Regions from separate parts of the Gossypium hirsutum genome. Here all the other regions are linked to region 3. The links are chromatin contacts, called in public Hi-C maps. All regions are on one chromosome and are shown on one strand. The core of a region is the stretch at or near the end of the contact, and the rest is flanking DNA. Distances in the headings are between cores, read along the strand shown. Region 1 holds the start of LOC107886471 (ranBP2-type zinc finger protein At1g67325). Region 2 holds the start of LOC107886431 (stress-associated endoplasmic reticulum protein 2). Region 3 has its middle 42 kb from the start of LOC107886461.

Region 1 (2,833 bases), core at 94-2,593, 750 kb before region 3:
CAATACCATTCCCTATCATAGGCCCACTAGAATAAGGGGGTGGTCCAGAAGGCATATGGAGCGGCCGAAAGGGACTGCCACCAGAAAGACGACTGCCATAATTGTAATGATAAGCCGATCCTCCAGAAAAAGGTGCTTCATATGGAGGAATAGAGGAACCATTGAAGAGGGAAGAACCATAAGGTGGTACACTGAGATACATAGAAGATGGTGCTCCAGAACCTACATATGGAGCAGACGATGAATAACTCTGTGGCACCTGGAGAGGCTTGCCTGCAGATTTCTGAAAGGGGAAAATTACCAACTCAAGCTTTAAAAATAAATAATGGGAGAAAGAAAATGCAAAGGGTCAGTTTCTAAAGGGAGAAACAAACAGTAGAAAAGATTTACGATTTTATAATAAACAGAGTTATGAAAAAAAATAGGACATAAACGGACTAGAACGAAGCAAGCATTGGGTATCACATAATATACTCTGGTCTTTCAGCACAGAACCAGGTATTAACAAAATAACTGGCTAAGCCACATATTTTGAAGAATCCGCTCTTCTATTACTAATTCTGTTGAAAAACAATTCCAATCTGAACAGAAAATCGAAACCTACGAGCCAAAACTAAAGCAATTAAAATTTCAACAATATTCAAAAACTCAGGAATATTTTGAACGCCATTGGCTAATAAATATGAAGACTTACTGAGTTATGAACAGCTGGCCTGGGTTGAGTGCAATTGCGCATATTGCAAGTAGTTCTAAATGAAAAATTGGCATTCCCGCAACTAGGGCATGTCCAATCATCTTCCCTACGACTACCTACAAATTTAACCATAAAAATTCAAAATTGCCAAAATTGAACATGTTAAAAAGTACACAGAATGAAATAAAAATAAAATTAAGCGGCATACCATCGGTTCTAGCTCGCTTCGCTGCAGAAGAGTTTCTATTATCAACCTGAACCAATTGCCACCCCCAAGAAAGAAGGTTAATCACCGAAACTATGTGCATAAATCGATACTACGCAATAATTACGAAATTAATTTCCACTTTTCAATAATAAATTGGAGAATTAAGCAGCAACAGAAAAGCACATAAAAAAAATCGAAAGAAAAAAGAGAATCCTAGTTTGACAAAGGGGAATTGATTTTCAAGACAAATCTATTATTAGATCTATTAAGTTGGATGCTCGAATCTATAAGAGGGCAAATTCAGAGAATTGGAAGGGAATAATACCTGAGACATTGAGGCGGCGGCAATAGAGGGAGTTATGACTGTTTCGGTGTGAAGATTCGAAACAAGAGAGAGGGAATTGGGAATTTGCCCTACCTGCGATAAAAGGGCGGCGACAAACTAACGGACTTTAAACAGAATAACCAGGGAACTTTTATGCGTGATGTGAGGGATGTAGTTGAAAATTTGGTTTAAAATAAGTATAAACGGTTGCTCGCTGCTGCCCCTCTGAATTTCTGACGCCGTTATTGTGATTTGGATGGGGGCCGGTGTTTGGACTTCGGTGTGACCTTTGCCTATTTTGGACGGTCCATGTACTCTTCAATTAGCATGCCTCGAATTTGTTGGTCAAGGTTCAATTGCTTTTAAATAATCTTATTGATCTCAATCTAATATATAGGTTTACATATGTGATACATTAATTAATTTAGTATGAATTAAAATATATTAGGTTAATTATTTAAAATATTTAAAAAATTGTTTTGTATAGTTTGATTGCAAGGTTTTTTAAAATAAAAATCATAATTATTAAAATGTATTATTTTTAATTTACATGTACGATATTATATTGTCAACAGTAAAATATTTTTCTTAAAATCATAAAACAAATTCATAAATAATATTGTCACATAAAAGAGAGAGCATATATAATTCACTAAGGCTACATTGGGTGAAAAAGAACTAGAAATGATTAAGGAAAAGAATTTATGGTTATAAAATGCATGAATTTGACAATTTTGATCAACTTGAGAAATGGTAATTGAATATTACAATGTCATGAATTAAGTGCATGTACGTAAGCAAAGGAAAAAAAAAGATTATGAACACTTACTGAATATTGTATTCCATCACATTTATATGGATTCTTATGCAGTTACCTTATTTATATGCCATTGCTAACATGTATGTGTAAAGCTTATTGAGTTCTTTCTAGTATAGTATTTTTCTATTTAAGTTTACTAAGTATTTCATGCTTACGTGTTATTGTTTTTGCTTGTAGATTATCGCTTTCAAATCCTTGAAGTCGTCTCAACTTGAAATCATCACACTAGCAACAAACTTATCTATAGTATGAAACTTAGTGTATTTATGACTTGTGGCATGTATCTAGAATGTCGATATGTATGATCATGCTAGTTTCAATGGCCATTTGTTATCTTGAGTAGCCTAATATTTAATTGATATGTTAGAAGCTCTGGTGGTTATGTTTGAGCTTATTAAATTGAAGTTCCAAGTAAGTTGGCATTCATGAAGCCAAATTTTCATTTAATCAATGCTTAGATTGATATCAAATTTGCTTTTCATGATATCTTTGAAGTATGGCCAAAGCATGTTTTATGTTACTATGTTTAAAGGCGTTTTGGTATTTTTTTTTTAAACCCAAGTTTTGGTAATAAGCCTTTGGGTATCAAAACAAGTGGTTTTCAAGTCAATGTTTGGCTCCAGGGGTAGAGGTATTGATATCTGACCCTTGCGGTATTGCAACAAGTGTGGCAAAATGACAAGTTCTATCACAATTGGGAGAAGTATCTACACTTCTCCTTAATTGTACCAATACCATGATGCAAGGCTTTGGCTATTGCATTGTTGTGAGCCCTTTTGGCATTTT
Region 2 (2,700 bases), core at 28-2,527, 960 kb before region 3:
GGAGCGTTTTTTACCACGTCAGCAAAACGCGCTTACGTGGAAGTATTTTGCTGACGTGGCAAAAAACGCTCCCCAGGGGCGTGCTTTACTAGCAATTTTCCCCTTAAACGCGGCCACGTAGGTGCGTTTTGTAAAAAGTGGCCCTTTCCGGTAAATAATTGTGTAATTGACCCATTTTCGTAAATATGCTTGGAAATGGGCCTTTTTAAGTAATTTATGTCATAGATTATAAATAAACTACAAAGCTTTCTTCACTTTGTTTATTTTTCCTTTCAAACAATACTAAAGTAATAATAATGTGAAGTATACGGGGTACCACCATATCATAACAAATTAATAAATTACCATTAAAAAATCCAACAACATGCTAGAATAAGGGCTAAGGCTAGCATTAGAACAGTTTGCACTAATATTAAAAGAAAAACGACAAATTACTATAAAACTTCTCTTACTTTCTTTTTTTTATTTTCCTTTCGAAATTTTTTTTTTAATAAAAAACCTTTTAACTTCTTTTGCATTTTTAAATTTTTTTTATAAATCTTTACTTTTTCTTTTTTATATTTTGAAGAATTATTTATAATTTTTTAATTATTTTTTTATAATTTTTAAATTATTTATTGATATGGAACATAAAAAAATATGCCACATCACTAATGAAAAGTGGACAGTCAAGTTATTCCCAATAAAAAAAGAGGTAAAATTAAATATGTAAAAATTTATGGCTAAATTTACTATTATGCCTTAAATATAAAACATCAAAGTAAGCATTTAATTAGAGAGGCTATTTCATTCAATCATCTAACATAAAGAGACGAGTTTATTTATTTTTTAATAAAATGGTTAAATATAAAATTAGTACTCGAATTTGTTCACTTCTCCAGCATTAGTACTTATGGTTTTTTTTTCCAAATTGGTACTCGAATTTTTTTCGTCAGCTAAATTGATACCTAAGTCTAACGCCATTAACTTTTTACTTACGTGGCAACACTAGCCAATCGCGCAATGCCACGTGACGTCCTCTTATACCTCTTTTTCTTTTTGTTTTATTTTTTTTATTTTCCCCCTTTTTCTTTCCATTTTCTTTTCTTTTCTTATTTTTCTTTTTCTTCATCATTTCTACTTCCTTTCCTCTATCAAAAACTCATGATTTCACATTCCCTTCTTTCTTTTGTCAAAAACTCTTACCCCAAAAATTTTCACTCATTTTCTCACCATCTAATCACCACAAAAATCACATATCTTAATCCCCTTTCATTTTCCTCCCCATTTTTCAGCCACCATCAACCAAGCCCTACAACTTCCCCTCCCCTGTTCAAACTAACCCATAAAAACTCATGGCTTGAACCAACTGAGCTAAACTACACTTTCACCTATCTTAGATAACCTTGTGATGGGAACCCAATTGGATCGAGGTTGTTTCATGGTGGAGTGTCATTTCATGGGGCGTCATCAAGGGTGTCGTTGGTAGCGTTGAAATCAGTAGTGAGATTGGTAAAGATGCGAGTTTTGGAACATTTAAAATAGGGAGAGGCGAGTGAGGGATTTAAAAAAAGGTTGTTGGAGTGGTGTTTCTATTGCTTGGAAAAAGAAGGGGGTCTTCTTACATGAGAAACGTAAGGTTGCTCACTGTCAATGTCACTAACCGAATGCTTGGACATCTCTAGCGTTTTGATCCAACCGCCTCAGATGAAACTATCGGTAATGGCCCTTCCACTTCGTCTACTTGTTGTATGTCCACCATGTTTATTTTTCTTTACCTCTTAATTATGTTTTATTTGTAAATATTGTGTGGAAGGAAAAGTAGTGATAATAAAAATGAGAAGAAAGAGGGGTAATGTAAGATACAATTTCATGAAGCAAACAATAATATCAAAATAAATAGTACCTAATTTGTTTAAAAATCATTGTGCAAATCATAGTATCCTTCTTCACCATAAATAGCCACAATAACATACAAACAAATTACAAAATGAATTCTTCGATAAAAAGCTTTAAATCCTTAGAAACTTATAAAGTAAAAAAAATCCAATGGAGTTGTCTACATCTACCATTTTTTTTGTTCTTTCTAGTATTTTCCCAGGAAATAAAAAAAATCTAACTACCCAAAAATTGAAAAAAATAGAAAAAAAATAGAATGCAAAAATCAAAAAAAAAAAGATGAACCCAAGACTTGAAATATAAAAGATAAACCTAGAATCTAGAAGCTAAAAAGAAACCAAAGTTTAAAAAAAAAAACTATTTTTTTTGTTCTTTCTCATATTTTCTCGAGAAACAAACAAAAAAAATCCAACTATCGAGAAACTTTATTAATAGTCAAGTTTCAATTACGAGTTCTTCATTTCGAGTCTATTGGGTAATCTGAATCTTTGTAGCCTGAATTTGAACATGTTTCCTCTATGTCTAGAAACTTTATTTTCTCAGTATCTTCTACCTCGAATAAAGAAGCAGCAGCAACAATAGTAGAATGTAAAAGAGAGGAATTGAAATCAGCCATTGAAAAGCAAACGTGTTAGTAGAAAAAAGAATAGAAAAGGATAGTGGGAAAAAGAAAGATCACGGGGTAAAAGAAAAGAAATTGGGGTGGAAGAAAGGTCACTGAGAAAACTAAAGAAAAAAAAAAGAAATAGTTTTAAAAATATTTTTTTAGATTATGACATCAATGAACTTAGATTTAGGTACCAATTTAGTTGACGGAACAAA
Region 3 (2,910 bases), core at 399-2,898:
AAGTGTTAACATATCATGTTGCGTACTTGATATTCTGTATGATTAATAAAGTGACCGCACATATTATGTTGAAAATGAATGGGAATGAATCAGGTATGAAAATGTTAATATATCATGTTGCATACTTGATATTTTTTATGATTGATAAAGTGTTCACACTTATTATATTGAAAATGAATGGAAATTAATCAGGTATAAAAATGTTAATATATCATGTTGCATACTTGATATTCTGTATTATTGATGAAGTGTTCGCACTTACTATGTTGAAAATGAATGGGAATGAATCAGGTATGAAAGTATTAATATATCATGTTGTGTACTTGATATATTATATGTTGATAAAGTGTTCGATCATTATGTGAAAATGGTTTTGGTTTGTTTGGCAAACCATGAATGCATATTAGATTAACTTTTAAATTGTGTGCGAGGTAAGTTGATGGTTGGCCTTGTATGAGCTTAGAAAGTATTCATAATACTTACATTTACTGTAGATTTTGTACATTCAAGTCGCATCGATTGGCTCTACAAGAAGCTCACGCTATCCACTCGAAGATTTGGTAGACTTGGTTAATTTAGTTTAGGTTGTGGCATGTATATAGGTGGCTATGAGTATGTGAACTTATCAAGTTCGAAGTTATTTATGTTTGTCTTTTGATGTTGAAAATGAAAGGGGCACTAGTCTATTTCTAGATACATATGCATGTAATAGTTTTGTATCCACAGAGATGTTATTTGAACAAAGCATAGGATTACATGCGTTTTAGTTTATCATTCCGCAGTATAGGAATCTGTAGGACATTCTGTCCGCAATTGAACTATCCGCAAGAGAGTCCGCCGTGTATGTATTAAGCATGTTGCAGGTTATGTGTATTATGTTCTGTGTGTATTGTAATTAATGCGAGCCTTATTTCTGCGAACCTATTAAAAAAAAAGATCATTCAGGTGATCGGTGGTCACATCCCGTAGCTTATGTTCGATGATCGGACCAGGTGAAGGGTGTTACACTATCATATTGAATTAGAATTGAATAACAATTTAATATTTTTGTTTGCGTATTTATTTCTTTTACCAATAATTTATATTGTTCTTATTTTTTTATCTTTTAAGTTATAATAATAACTTAGTTAATTAGTGAGTCGAGTAAGTAGTTGAGGTCATTCATAAACATTTTCCTTTAGGTTTGATTCACAAAATTCATAATCATTTATATGGACTAAAAACATATGGAACCATCTTGGGGAACGGATATGGTGAAGCGGCTATTAACCCAAAGGGCCTGAATATATAGACCCAACACAAAGTTGAGCACAGTGGGGTTTAGATGAGATATAACCCCCAAATTTGAATACAAGTAGAAAAACGACCCAATTGATCCTTGTAAAATATGGGCCATAGGGACAAGAAAACATGTGGTAGATAAGATAACTCCTTTACGTTTTTCTTATTTATTTTTTATTCTTTTTAGGATTAAAACATCCTTAATTGTTTGGTAAGAAAGGATCATGAAGATATATTAATGGATGCCACAACTTCGTTCTTATCTGTTTTCACAAATGGGGGCGAAATCATAACCCCCAATCTTGTGTCACTCTGAAAGTAGATATAGGTAAGCCCCACGGACTTAATATTCTATTGTAACGTCTCCATCTATCTCAACTTGCTTGCAGCCCCCATTGCAAATATTTTGTTTTATGCATTTTCCTCTTCCTAATAACACTATCCTTTGGATTTTATAACTAGGTTTTTATAATATAAATGGTTTGAACTCATGTCAAATTAGTATTTGACAAAAGCTGAATTTCACAAGAGTTAAGAGCATAAAATAATTATATATTAAAATTATTTTTATTAAATAATTTTTAATCTTTTACTTTATCAAAATAAATCTTAATCATTTTATTTGTAATTATAGGAATTTCCATATTTACATTTTATATACCTTATTTTGTCCAAGAAACCATGCTTTTGTTTTGAGGAAGTGTGTGATCAAGCAGTAAAATATAATCAAAATCAAACTTGAGGGTTTCGCAAATCCCAAATTTTATACAAAAAGCAACATGTAATTTTTACCTTGTAAACAAGAGATAGAACATGATATTTCCATTGCAATAATTATGTTTTCCGTTAATGCAAAGGAATCCAAATTCTGGATTTCCCACATGATTATCCACACAATTTGAACCCCCTCACAAAGGATAAAGCACCCCCTACAAAATACACAATGTTTGGTAGGTTTCCTCCCCCCACAACCATGTTTTTAGACCTTTTTAAGGAAGCAAAACGGTGGTTATACAAACATTTAAGACAACTTAATCTTAATTGTTGTAATCACATAATAATGTTTTGTTTGAGGTCTACCAAAAACATCAAAGCATGCTAGATTAGAATTGGGAAATCTATTACAAGAAAAACATGGTGTTCCATGCCTCGTTTTTACTTGAAAAAACAGTTGGATTCCCCCCTATTATACCTTTTTTTACTTCTTTTTTAATTTCATGCAGGCATGTGCTTGCTATTAGTGCTTGTAATTATAACTGATCAAGATTTGTTGCAAACAATAGTTATATCTGCTTGAGAATTACAACTAAAGGATGAGCAGCAGCAGCCTCTGAAAAAAAAAATCATAGCAACATGCAAAATCTCTTTCAGACGGGAAAGTGTGCGGTCAATCAGATTCATATATTTTCTTCTTCAGGTCCTTTTCCAAACCTTAGTTGCGGAGTCAAGAAGCAAAACATTTATACCTTTATACTCATTTCTAGGGTTTAATTATCCACGTCATTATTTTACGATTTCAATTTTGACTGTCGTATGATAAACCCGTAATTATGGGAAAACCGTAATTTAAATCCCTAGTACGGCATGATTGAGTTGTATAGGAGGTAAGAACAGCCCTCATTGGCATTG

Evidence for each region. A called contact is a pair of places that touch in the nucleus more often than the background predicts.
Region 1: a contact with region 3 is called in a Hi-C map of leaf, with 4 times the contacts expected there. The contact joins the promoter of LOC107886471 here to the enhancer-like site in region 3. A contact is called at or near these places in 2 of 34 Hi-C or Micro-C datasets (both in leaf).
Region 2: a Hi-C map of leaf shows a contact between it and region 3, with 2.8 times the contacts expected there. The contact joins the promoter of LOC107886431 here to the enhancer-like site in region 3. A contact is called at or near these places in 2 of 34 Hi-C or Micro-C datasets (both in leaf).

The regions. Positions count from the first base shown.
Region 1 is chrA03:91,297,631-91,300,463 of Gossypium_hirsutum_v2.1, forward strand. LOC107886471 (ranBP2-type zinc finger protein At1g67325) reads right to left here and starts at 1,344. Exons shown (of 10, transcript XM_016810439.2): 1 at 1,228-1,344; 2 at 903-948; 3 at 695-810; 4 at 1-283. The coding sequence starts at 1,236.
Region 2 is chrA03:91,080,688-91,083,387 of Gossypium_hirsutum_v2.1, forward strand. It overlaps LOC107886431 (stress-associated endoplasmic reticulum protein 2), which reads left to right and starts at 1,278. Exons shown (of 4, transcript XM_041099285.1): 1 at 1,278-1,698.
Region 3 is chrA03:92,042,828-92,045,737 of Gossypium_hirsutum_v2.1, forward strand. No RefSeq gene overlaps it. Among protein-coding and RNA genes, the nearest start is that of LOC107886461, 42 kb to the right of the region's middle. Within about 2 kb of position 1,649, at least 4 of the 9 cell types and tissues checked have an H3K27ac peak or open chromatin away from gene starts, as enhancers often do. A contact at or near this core is called in leaf, where this site is marked.